2 separate regions of the Capsicum annuum genome follow, and region 1 is linked to region 2. Evidence: chromatin contacts called from public Hi-C data. All regions are on one chromosome and are shown on one strand. Each heading gives the region's core, a stretch centred on a gene start, on an enhancer-like site or on the middle of the called end of the contact. The rest is flanking DNA. Distances are from core to core; before and after follow the strand shown. Region 1 overlaps LOC107862867 (protein root UVB sensitive 1, chloroplastic). Region 2 overlaps LOC107853043 (F-box protein SKIP31).

Region 1 (6,596 bases), core at 435-2,934, 110 kb after region 2:
AGGGAAAATTAATGACTCGTATATATCGTTCACTTAGCGTGAAAAGTGAATACTCCGTTGAGTGGCAAATATAAGATAGGGAGCATGGGTAGATCGTTAGCAGGCATTTTTCCCTCGGTAATTTCCTCAAAATCATTTCCTGGCGTTATCTCATTTCTGCTTTCTTTTTCTTCGTTGAAATGGGGCTAGGGGCTTAGTTAACATTTTTACATTTATTTTGCACTTGTTGGAGCAGATTGTACTGAAAGAAAGTTCATCACCACAAGATATGTTGAAGTCATTGTTTCATGTCAATTACCTATACTGGTTGGAGACAAATGCAGGAATCAAGTTGAGCAGTGTAGCTAATGACTGCAGGCCTGGGGGAAGGCTGCAGATATCTTTGGAGTATGTTGAGAGAGAATTTAATCATGTTAAAAGTGATGGCGAGGTAGCAGGTTGGGTAACTGACAGTCTCATCGCGAGGCCTTTGCCAAATCGAATTCGCTTGAATGATGCCGCTGCATCTTCTGTTGCGGAAGGGTGACCTTATATAGTACAAGACACGGTTTATCTGAACAAGCTGTTGTTGCCCAGACCCTGAGCTACCAAACCATCATTGATCCGTTCCTTTGGATTTGCTTCTACAGGTGGAAGTGATTGAAAACAACTGATGAAATACCCGTTTGGTGACTGTGGAATGAGCTTGAAATGGTATCCTACTGGAATGTGGATCAAGAATTGTACGATGCAATAAGCTGCTTGAATGGCTGGGTTCTTGTGAGTATCTGAATGCTTTATTTCATTGCTGCCTGCTATTCTATCAGTAGCTTAGAAGTTCCATTGATCTTGATCAGATAACACTGCAACATGTGGGACTCCTTCTCCTCCATTCTTTCATGGCTTAGTGATCTTCTTACTGATATTCTTTTTGTAAGTTTACACATAGAGTAAGCAGCATAATGGGAAATGGATGAAGTAGACCGAAACAAGTCGAGTTTGGTCACTTTTTTCCGCTGTTACGTTCAATTTTTGTGCTAATGAGCCAGTATGTTTGTGCTAACGACTAGTTATCTGTTCACCAGTCATCAAGAAGGTATGTTGAAGGTAAAATTTTAGTCTTATAAAATTGGGTCAGATTCAATGGTGAATCTGTATCTAAGTTTGGTGATTGTATAGCTCATACGTCATGCCATGTTGTTTTGGGCTCAATTTGAAAAGTTATCCTACCAAATTTGGATATGGTTCTTTAAAGCTCAGTTGAAAATTGAAGTTAATTTCTCTTTGCACTCTTTTAATATGTATTTTCCTGTCTGATGAGCATTATAATTTGTGGTGATTTATTCGGTTTTCTTGTATTTATGTTTAGATTCACTGGATCAAGTGCCCTAAGAAAGGTATAATCTTTCTATTTTTGTTGTTCGGCTCAATAGAACTGTTTAGAATCCTCTCTTAGCTTCCTCTTTCCATAGATATGCAGACTATAAAACGTCAATTAAAGATCCAAAGAGAAGATGTCTACTGTAGAAACTCGTTTAGCTCGTTCAAACTCTCATATTCTATCTCATCGATCTCTACAACTCACAAACTACAGAGGAGATGTAAACTGTACTAGGTAAGCCCCATATGACGAATCGTGGCTAAGTGACAGATGGAGGTTGGACTCAATCCCAAGTCTCTCACATGGAAGACCCATCTCCCGATCACTCAACCATGCCATTACGGACAATATACCTCCTCTTGTAACTATATCTACGCATCAATATCGATTAGAACATGCATGTTTCACGGTTTGTTGTTTCTAATGCATATAATTAAAAATAGGTGACGTGTTTGAAATGATTTTTGTTATATAATCCAAACAAACATTTGAAATAAAAGTTCAAGTAGTCAATCAACTAAGATAATATGATAAAAGTTCAAATAGTCAATCAAAATCTCAAGATTCTCCAAATTTTGAAGCTCTTATAATTGTTCCATATTTACAATCTTCTTTCCTAATGTTGATCCTACATTGTGTAGGACCTCTGGGTTGGGTGAGACGTGAATCCTTCAAATTCTGTATATTGGATTTTTTTTGGACAATTAAATCAAAGGTCAAACAACATAAATTGAGGCAATTTAGAGCTTAATTATATAAAATTCCGACATTTTACATAAGTACTGAAAGTTTTCATTTTGAGTCTGTCGAGATATATAATTAGCTTTCGATATATCTAATGAAGATACGTATTTTCCTTGTAAAGATACATAATTAGCCGTCAATACATTTTTTCTACTTTGGGTTTGTCGAGATATATAATTATTTTCCGATACATTCAACAAAGATAAATAATTGGTTGAAATTTTTGTAATTACTTTGTAAGGATAGGAATTTATGTAAATATAATAAGTTAAGGTCTATATTTATGTTATTTTTGCTTTAATGAAAGACAAAAATATATCAACAAACAGTCACTAATAAAATAAAAGAAAGATTCTTCCTTTAAATGGTGCGATAATGATGTATAGAGTAAATTTACACTTAATAATCTGCCGAACTAAATCCTAATTAGTATTACTTGATTTCATATCTTTCCTAAAACATTTAATTGATAGTCAAATTCATTTTGTTATATTCTTCGATCAATACTCCTGCAAATTTTGCAATAGTTTACTGTAATAATATCTGGGAATTTAAGGGAATCTTACACTTTATTTAATTTGTTATTACTCTACTGTCTCAAAATAAGTGTCACTTTAGCTCATTTCACGTTCATTAAAAAAATAATAAATACAAAATATAGTTTATTCTCTTCGTTCCTAATTTCGTCCTTACTCAAAATAGGTATTCCTTAATACTTGTCATTTCACAAATCAAAGCATAATTATTTTTTTCACATTTATTTTTAGTCATAAATATGGAGAGATATTAATATAATGTAAGAAAGAGATGTATTAAATAAAGATGAATAATAAATAAGGATAATTTAGTCAGATTACCTTCTAATTAAGTTTTTCTTAAGGGATGTGTAACTTAAAAAGATGACAAGTAAATAGAGATGGAGGGAATACTAAGTTATGTAAATAGAAATGGAGGGAATACTAAGTTATCTCTATTTATTAGAAGTTTTTTTTTTTTTTTAAAGAATTGAGCACTATTAAAAAGAATGATTAATAATTTTTGTCTTGAATTCCTAAAACGATGCTTATTTTGAAACATTATTTTGTTTGGTAAAGCGATATACTTATTTTGGTACAGAGGAAATATATATTGAATTAATCCCTTTAATATTTTCATATTTTTACGTCTATATTTAGAATCAGCAGACGATGAAGACGATGGCTATGTAGTGTGTTACATGCATAATGAAAACACAAGAGAATCAAGTTTTATGGTGATGGATGCCAAGTCTCATGATCTTAAAATCGTCTCGCCGTGTGCCTTATGATTTTCATGGGATATTCATAAAGGAAAGTGATCTTAATATAAAAATAAAAAAGGTAATCCGGCGCACTAAAGCTATCGCTGTGCGCGGTGTCGGGGAAGGGCCCCACCACAAGGGTGAAAATCAAGGGGTTCGAATTTGGTTCAGATAGTATTTATGGTTCTAACTTTTTTTTTTTAGTAATCGACTAACACTTCAATCCGGCCTAGTATCATGCAACCTATAATTTCATTTATCGAAGAATTAGTCTGGAAAAATCGTAGCGAGGGATGTGCGCATTATAAAGGAAAATATTCTTCATAAAAAGTACTTGTTTAGAAAAATAAATGAGGTTTTACTTCCTTTTTTTCTTCTTTGTGGGGGGTGGGGGGTGGGTGGGAGGGGAGGGGTGTTAGACGCGAGTATTATCTAGGATAACATTTATATATAATTTAGATAAATATAATGAGAATGAGGTAGGGGTGAGGACAACAAAAATGAGAATGAAAATGAAGTGTATTGAACATAATTAATATAAAATTCTTTTATGAAATTTATTTTTCCTACTTTTCAAATTATAGCCGCCGGTCAAAATTTAACGAATCGAAAAAAACTTGTAAATAATTTAACAAAAAAAATATAGCATGAAGGTACACCAACTTGTTGCTATGTATAAAGCTTGTGAAACATTGAACAAGTGTAAATTTTTCATATTTCTATTGTGCATATCCAAAGGTCTATTTTGCAAACTTCCATAAATAAGGACAAATTATAAACAAGTGCCTCAAATTATCCTATATTTGTGCAAATCTGTCAAGCCGTGGAAACAATCTTTAACAAAAATGCAGGATAAAGCTGTATACAATAGGTCCTTGTGATCTGATCCTTTTTCGAATCTCGTGCATAACAAAAGTTTTAATACATCGACCTGCCTTTTAGATAAATTTAGCTCACCATATATTGGGACATATTTAAATTCTAGCCATGAAAGGCTATTTGTGCAAATGTCAAAATTCTATTGTCTCTATCAGGAAATTGCATGCCATAGACCCAAATATGAGTGACTTTAGATATTTGACCCCAATAAAAAATGTCTTTGAAAAATAACCTTCCTTACTTTTTAAGTATAATACAACTATCATTTTGTCCCTCTACACTTCAAATATATTTTTAAAATTTTTCATACTTATTTGTCTCTCAAATTTTATCTTTTATTATTTTCACTTTTATTTATTTCTTAAATTTTATTATTCTATTTTTTATTTTTTTCATTAATTTTATTTTTATTTTTTAATTCATTTGTCTCAACATTTATTTTTTTCTCTTTTTTCTTTTTTCCCAAGCATTATCTATTTCTTTTTTTTTTCTTTTTAATTCATTTATCTTTAACCTTTATTTTTCTTTTATTTTTGATTTTTATCAGTTCTTTTTTTCCCCTTATTTTTCTCAGACTTTATTTTTATTTTTTCATCTCATTTTTTATTTTCTCAATTTTTAAAATTCTTCGTTTTTTCTTAATCTTTTTTTTTTGCCTTTTTTTTCTCACTTTTTTTTTATATATTTTTCTATTTTGTTTGATCGATTTTTCTTTTTTTCCAGTTCTCTTTTTTCCCTCGTTTTTCTCAAACTTTATTTTTATTTTTCCTCTCATTTTTATTTTTCTCAATTTTTTTAGTTCTTCATTTTTTTCTTCATCTTTATTTTTTTCTTTCCTTTTTTTCTCAATCTTTTTTTTTATTTCTCTATTTTGTTTGATCATTTTTTTTCTTTTTTCTCAACTTCTAATATATTTTGCTAATAAATAAAAAATTGGATAATCCGCAAAGGTATCTTCTTTTTTTGACATCAAAGCAAATTTAAGGGCATGAATTGTTGATACGAAGTTCTTTGAAAATTCTTGAGATAGGTCGTGTCTCTAATGCGAGAGTTGTAGAATATTTCATACATAAAGACATAATGTGGCAGTGTCAACTCTTGCCCGTGGAGCATAGTTTATTATTTGAAAGTTCTTGAGCTAAGTCTTGCCTCTAAAGCAAGAGTTGTAGAACATTCCATAAATGAAGACATAATGTGGTAGTGTCAACTCTTACTTGTGGGGCATTATTTGTAGTTTGAAAGTCTTTAAGCTAAATCTTGCCTCTAATGCAAGAGTTGTAGAACATCTCATAAATGAAGACATAACGTAGTAGTGTCAACTCTTGCCCGTGGGGCATGATTTGTAGTTTGAAAGTCCTTGAGCTAAGTCTTACCTCTAAGGCAATAGTTGTAGAACATCTCATAAATGAAAACATAACATGGTAGAGTCAAATCTTGCCCGTGGGGCATAATTTGTAGTTTGAAAGTCCTTGAGCTAATTAAGTCTTGTCTCTAAGGCAATAGTTGTAGAACATCTCATAAATGAAAACATAACGTTGTAGTGTCAACTCTTGCCCGTGGGACATAATTTGTAGTTTGAAAGTCCTTGATCTAAGTCTTACCTCTAAGACAATAGTTGTAGGACATCTCATAAATGAAAATATAACGTGGTAGAGTCAACTCTTGCCCATGGGGCATAATTTGTAGTTTGAAAGTCCTTGAGTCAATTAAGTCTTGCCTCTAAGGCAGTAATTGTAGAACATCTCATAAATGAAAACATAATGTGGTAAGGTCAACTCTTGCCCGTAAGGCATAATTTGTAGTTTGAAAGTCCTTGAGCCAAATTTTGCCTCTAAGACAATAGTTGTAGAACATCTCATAAATGAAAATATAACGTGGTAGAGTTAACTCTTACTAGTGGGGCATAATTTGTAGTTTGAAAGTCCTTGAGTCAAGTCTTGCCTCTTAGGCAAGAGTTGTAGAATATCTCATAAATGAAAACATAATGTGATAAAGTCAACTCTTGCCCATGGAGCATAATTTGTTGTTTGAAAGTTCTTGAGCTACGTTTTGCCTCTAAGGCAATAGTTGTAGAACATCTCATAAATGAAAATATAACGTGGTAGAGTCAACTCTTGCCCGTTGGGCATAATTTATCGTTTGAAAGTCCTTGAGCTAAGTCTTGCCTCTGAGGCAATAGTTGTAGAACATCTCATAAATGAAAACATAACGTGGTAGAGTCAACTCTTGCCCGTGGGGTATAATTTGTTGCTTGAAAGTCCCTGAGCTAAGTCTTTCCTCTAAGGTAAGAGTTATAAAACGTCTCATAAATCAAAATACAATGTGGTACTCTTG
Region 2 (5,732 bases), core at 2,381-4,880:
GTATTAAGCTCTGATTTATTATGTAAACTAGAGGAGCATAGCCCTTGTCTGGCCCAACGTTAAGATATTTATTTGTCTTTTCAATCTTGAAATATTTAAATAAATTTTTTTAATAAAAGTATTACATATGTTTTCTAGGATTCATCCGGAATCTAGCATAAGTTCAACATATGTTATTTTAATATGTATTTAGATAATTTAAGTTATTAACTATTGTAATTTATAATATTTTTTATGTAATTTTCAAATTAATATACGTTACTTTTCTTGTCCAAATTTTTGCGGCATTGATAGTCAATTATATTTTAAAAATAATTTAATTTTTTAATTATTGTGATTTATAATACTTTTCTTCTATTCCGATTTCAGTAACACTAATATAATTTCAAGAGTCGACCAAATATTTTATATCTTATAAATTTTTTAAGTTGTGATTTCTAGTCATTTTTTTGAAATATATAACAGATTATATTGTAATTTATAATACTTTTTATGTAATTTTTGAATAATATATGCTACTTTTCTTATCCAGAGTTTTGTGTCGATGATAGTCAATTATATTTTTTAAATAATTTAAATTTTTGATATTGTGATTTATAATATTCTTTCTATTTCAATTTATGTGGCACAATGCTTAAATAATAATAATAATTAATTAGGGGTGATATAGTAAAATTACGATTGAAACAATGAAGCATAGATATCTTAAATGACTTACAACAACTAATTAGAAGTGATATAGTGAAATTACTATAAAAATTACTTGTGAAAATTTTAAGTGGACTTCATATAAGACGTCGAATTAATTTAAAACATCAAAATTTAATTTATTATTTTTATATTTATTTTATTTTTATTAAATATTATTAATTTTTTAATACTTAAATGACTTATAATAATTAATTATGGGTGATATTTAATAAGACTATGGTTGAAGCAGCTGAAGCAAACATGTCATAAACGTTTATTTTACTTTTTTTATTGAATATTATTAATTTTTAATATATAAATAAATTATAATAATTAATTAGGAGTGATATAATAAAATCACGATTGAAGCAACTTAATCAGACATGTCATAAATGTTTATTTTATATTTTTTAATTAAATATAATTTATTTTTTAATACATAAATAACTTATAATAATTAATTATAGGTGATATAGTAAAATCATGGATTCAATATTATTAATTTTTCAATACATAAGTGACTTATAATAATTAATTGCAGGTGATACATTAAAATCACGATTGAAATAGCTGAAGCAGAAATCAGTCAACTTTTAAAAATTTTTGTTAATTATTGTTATTTACAGTACTTTTTATTTCATTTTCAAACAATATATGTTGCTTTATATATTCTTTTGTCCTGTCCCAATTTATGTGGCACTGATATAATTTTGATAGTCAATCAAATATTTTATGTTGACATATCATTTTATTATTCTTAATTTTCTAATATATAAATGACTTATAATAAGGGGTGATATAGTAAAATCATCGTTTGAAAGATGACAATTTAATTTAAAACATTAAGAGTTAATTTTGATATTTTATGTCTATTTTATTTTTTATTAAATATTATTTATTTTTCTTAATACCTAGATGACTCATAATAATTAATTAAGAGCGACTGGTTATGTTATCCAATAGCAATCATCGATAACTCACCGGAGTAGTATATTAATTAAATACGGGATGCTATATTTTGCATATGCAAAATATGATATTATTAAACAATATTGGATAGTGCATTATATTTATCTTTCACAATAATAAAATTTTACTATATATTTTTCTTTATTTCTTTTTAACTTGATACATATTGACCCAACACAAATTCTAAGAAAATATTCATTAGAAATTTATTTTATTAAATTAAATTTATTAATTTTGTACTTTAAAAATTTAAATTTAAGTTTAAATATTATTATTTTTATATAAAAAAAATTTTAAATTTAAATTAACTAAAATAAATAAATAAAAAGATTAATTTTTTATATAAAAGTCAATTAAAATAATAAAATTGATTTACTTTAAATATTTAGTTGCAATTAATTAAGATAATTTTTATTTCGTCATGATTTATGTTGCACTGATAAAATTTTGAGAGTTGAATAAAACTTTTATCTATTTTTAAAAAGGTATTTTAACTTGTTAATTATTGTGATTTATAATAATTTTTACGTAATTATCGAATATATTTACTCCTTGTGTCCCAATTTATGTGGCTTTGATACAATTTTGAGAGTCAATTAAAAATTTTATATATCTTTTAAATATTTTAAGTTGTTTTTTCTTTTGTCTCAATTTATGTGACATTGCTAAAATAATGAGAGTCAATAAAATTTCTCTATGTCTTTTAAATATTTTAAACCATTAATTATTATGATTTGTGGTAACAAATTAGTTTTGAACATGAAAGACAATTTAAAAAAAAAATTACTTTCAATATGTAGTTATAGTTAATTAATATAAATTAATAGAATATATTAACTATTTAAACCATATGATGAAACAATAGAATTATTATATATTGGGACATGATATGTAATTAAGTGGAAGTAGTTGGATTTTTTGGTAATTACATGAGGTGATCTTATTGGGACATGATATGTAATTAAGTGAAAGTAGTTGGATTTTTTGGTAATAGAAATAGAAATACTACTACATTTCATCTACACAAGAACAAAGCAACTCTATCAATTAAAACTAGACATGCGGGAAGAAATTATTATAAGAATTTATTTATGCTAGAATTTGAACCTTGATCTCCTGTGATCTTTCCCATTTTATTAATCGCGATGTCACCCTCTGAAGGGAGTTGCACGTATAAGCTTAGGGCTCGTATCAGGTATAATCCACGAATTAACTGGCATTATAAAGTGCTCTTGACACAATATTTGTTATTTACTTACTAGATATCAAAAGATAAATAAGAAAAAGCATGTATTTACAAGAAAAAACTCATACCCTAGAAAACTCTCTTACCATAAAAAATACTTTCCTTCGTACTTAACACACCCTTCATCTTAGCTTATGTTTTAGCAAGGTTCAAAGAAAGGACAGGCAATAAAGAATCGAAGAAAAATCACAATGTTAGTAGATGGTGGGTCTTTGCTTTTCTTTTCATTAATGAAACCTGTCAGTTATTATTACAAACTCAAACGAAAGAACAGAATTTGAATTTGGGAAGCTTGTTCAAAAGAAAAACAAGGCGCGTCAGTTAGAAAGGTTCAACCAGTGTTCGTTCAATCAAATAACATTCTTTTTCTTCTCAAGTAGAGGGGAGAGGGCTTTCTAACAAGGGTTTGGGGCCTATACACAACACCGCTCTACACTTTTCTTTTCATTAATGAAACCTGTCAGTTATTATTACGAACTCAGACGAAAGAACAGAATTTGAATTCAGGAAGCTTGTTCAAAAGAAAAACAAGGCGTGGACAGGTATGGAGCGTCAGTTAGAAAGGTGGTTCAACCAGTGGTCATTCAATCAAACAACATTCTTTTTCTTCTCAAGTAGAAGGGAGAAGACTTTCTAAACAACGCAACAAAATGATGAAATGAAGAAGAATGATTCTTTTTCTTCTCAAGTAGAGGGGAGAGGGCTTTCTAAGAAGGGTTGGGGGCCTATGAACACAACAACGCAACAAAATGATGATATGAAGAAGAATGAACGAGAGGCATCGGAGGAAGGACCGACTAACTTGCTGCTTGTGTTTGGTTAACAAAATGATGAAATGAAGAAGAATGAACGGGAGGCATCGGACGACGGACTGATAAACTTGTTACTTGTGTTTGGTTAACTACGTTACAGACATGGGGTTCATTATGCATAGACAAATAATAAGGTCATCAAAGAAGAGCAACACCCATATACTGAAAAATATTTAGTGCAAACTATATAAAGCTTTATAAATTTTAACTTAAATTACGGAATCTATACTACATAAAATTATACAATCTACAATTACATGATAAACAAAACTGTAACTATTCCATCTCTGAACATGCCAAAGATCCTTACCAACCAACCACACCCTTCGATGGTGATACACAGTCGAATCAGCAAAAGCGCAAAGCAGCTTCCAGTTCCTTCTCATCATCGCAGTTATATCCCAGTAAATAGGCTCGAGCTGAAGCAGTATAAGCAGCGGGGTAAGTGAATGGGCGCTCTGGTGGGGGTTTGAGAAATTGATATAACAGATGAAGAAGCTGCAACAGACATACCAAAGAGACCTGAGCCCATGAACGGTTCTGCTTCATCTGTCGCGCCAGCTTGTTGTTGGTCCTGTATTTCAAAAGACAAAGGAAGATTAGCTAAAGTAACTATAATGATTTACACACTATAGAAACAACAACATATCCAATAGAAAAAAATATTCAGAACATTTAACTCTTATATCTTTAGTTTTTTGACCTAAAATATACTGCCAAATGTATTAGATCCTCGAATTAAAAGCAGCTGTAAACAAGCTATGCATACACTTAAGACATTACATAAACTCTACCAGACGCAAATGATAAATAAGAGATTCCTGGACGGATGGAGATATCACTCCTAATGGAGCTAGGATCCAAGGGAAAAGACCACTGACAAAACACAATCCAACGAACCGTTGACTGATTGTTTATACCTTTTGTGCAACTTAGATTATATATCACCAAGTGAAAAAGATAAACCATACATTTATATATTGACACGATTTTCATCTTAGAATTGCAAGACTGACTTTCAAAAGAATAGCACATTTTATCACCTTCAGAAACAAGTGAACTAAAGCACATCAGTATTACCACTGTCTACTCATTCACAGAAAAAAGAATCTCACAAGTTTGAGAACATAAACTTTTTCATGTATCCTTGAGTTGACTCTGCACATTTTTCCGGAAATATTGAATTATAGAATTGCCATAAGCCACATGTAGGTTTCTTACCACATCTGATTCTGTTTCATCTGGTGACAGCAACATTCTATCAAAGCAACGGCCTGAAATAGTGCACACTAGCAGACCATTTGTAGGATCCATTACAACTTCCTTGCATGTGTCATCACAAACTGCGTCCAAACACATGAGAGAAAACCAATAAGCACAAAGTAATTACCCACAGGGGTCGATCTTTCAGACCATTAAATGACTAGTTTGCACTGTTGCAAACATCTTCTTACCATGAATATTTCCAGTTTTCTCACAGACAAATACATCGCCAATATGATGGTAAGCACATGTCTTTCCAGAACATGCATGATCATCGACCACGTTATCACCTAGACCTTTGTTTTTCTTCCAAATAGAGACTTGATCAGCAACGGTCTTATCGAGAATTATACGATCATCGTTCATCTGTATTTAAAACCAGAAGATAAGACGAATACATAGAAGACTACTTTTTGATAAGTAAAACCATAGAAGATTCTTGTAGAATGCACCTAAATGCAAATTAAAAACGTGGGATGAACCATTTCCTACTACTTTTATTTATTATTTTTGTTTTAGTATTTATTTTCACGAAACACATTGAGATAAGTAAATGTTCAAACTCAATGACACAGGAAAAGTTTTTGGATATGTAGAAAGTACTGGCATGTAACAAAATGCTCCTATGGTAGACACAGTAAAGCTGACAAGCTGTTATCCACATTTTCTATTCCTATTCTTCCCAACTGTTTTCTCTCAATTCTCATCTTTCTACCTTCGAAGTACTCTCTAAATTCCCTTCCAAGCCAAAC

The links. Hi-C and Micro-C count contacts between places; a contact is called where the count stands out from the background.
Region 1: a Hi-C map of leaf shows a contact between it and region 2, with 2.1 times the contacts expected there. The contact joins two enhancer-like sites. A contact is called at or near these places in 2 of 5 Hi-C or Micro-C datasets (leaf and placenta).

The regions. Positions count from the first base shown.
Region 1 is chr1:249,794,432-249,801,027 of UCD10Xv1.1, forward strand. It overlaps LOC107862867 (protein root UVB sensitive 1, chloroplastic), which reads left to right. Exons shown (of 9, transcript XR_007048563.1): 7 at 630-759; 8 at 1,349-1,376; 9 at 1,452-1,802. Among protein-coding and RNA genes, the nearest start is that of LOC124892635, 4.3 kb to the right of the region's middle. Within about 2 kb of position 1,685, at least 2 of the 5 cell types and tissues checked have an H3K27ac peak or open chromatin away from gene starts, as enhancers often do. A contact at or near this core is called in leaf, where this site is marked.
Region 2 is chr1:249,679,756-249,685,487 of UCD10Xv1.1, forward strand. LOC107853043 (F-box protein SKIP31) reads right to left here. Exons shown (of 9, transcript XM_016698061.2): 6 at 5,172-5,346; 7 at 4,939-5,060; 8 at 4,231-4,291; 9 at 3,878-4,136. The coding sequence ends at 4,066. Among protein-coding and RNA genes, the nearest start is that of LOC107853042, 4.9 kb to the left of the region's middle. Within about 2 kb of position 3,631, at least 4 of the 5 cell types and tissues checked have an H3K27ac peak or open chromatin away from gene starts, as enhancers often do. A contact at or near this core is called in leaf, where this site is marked.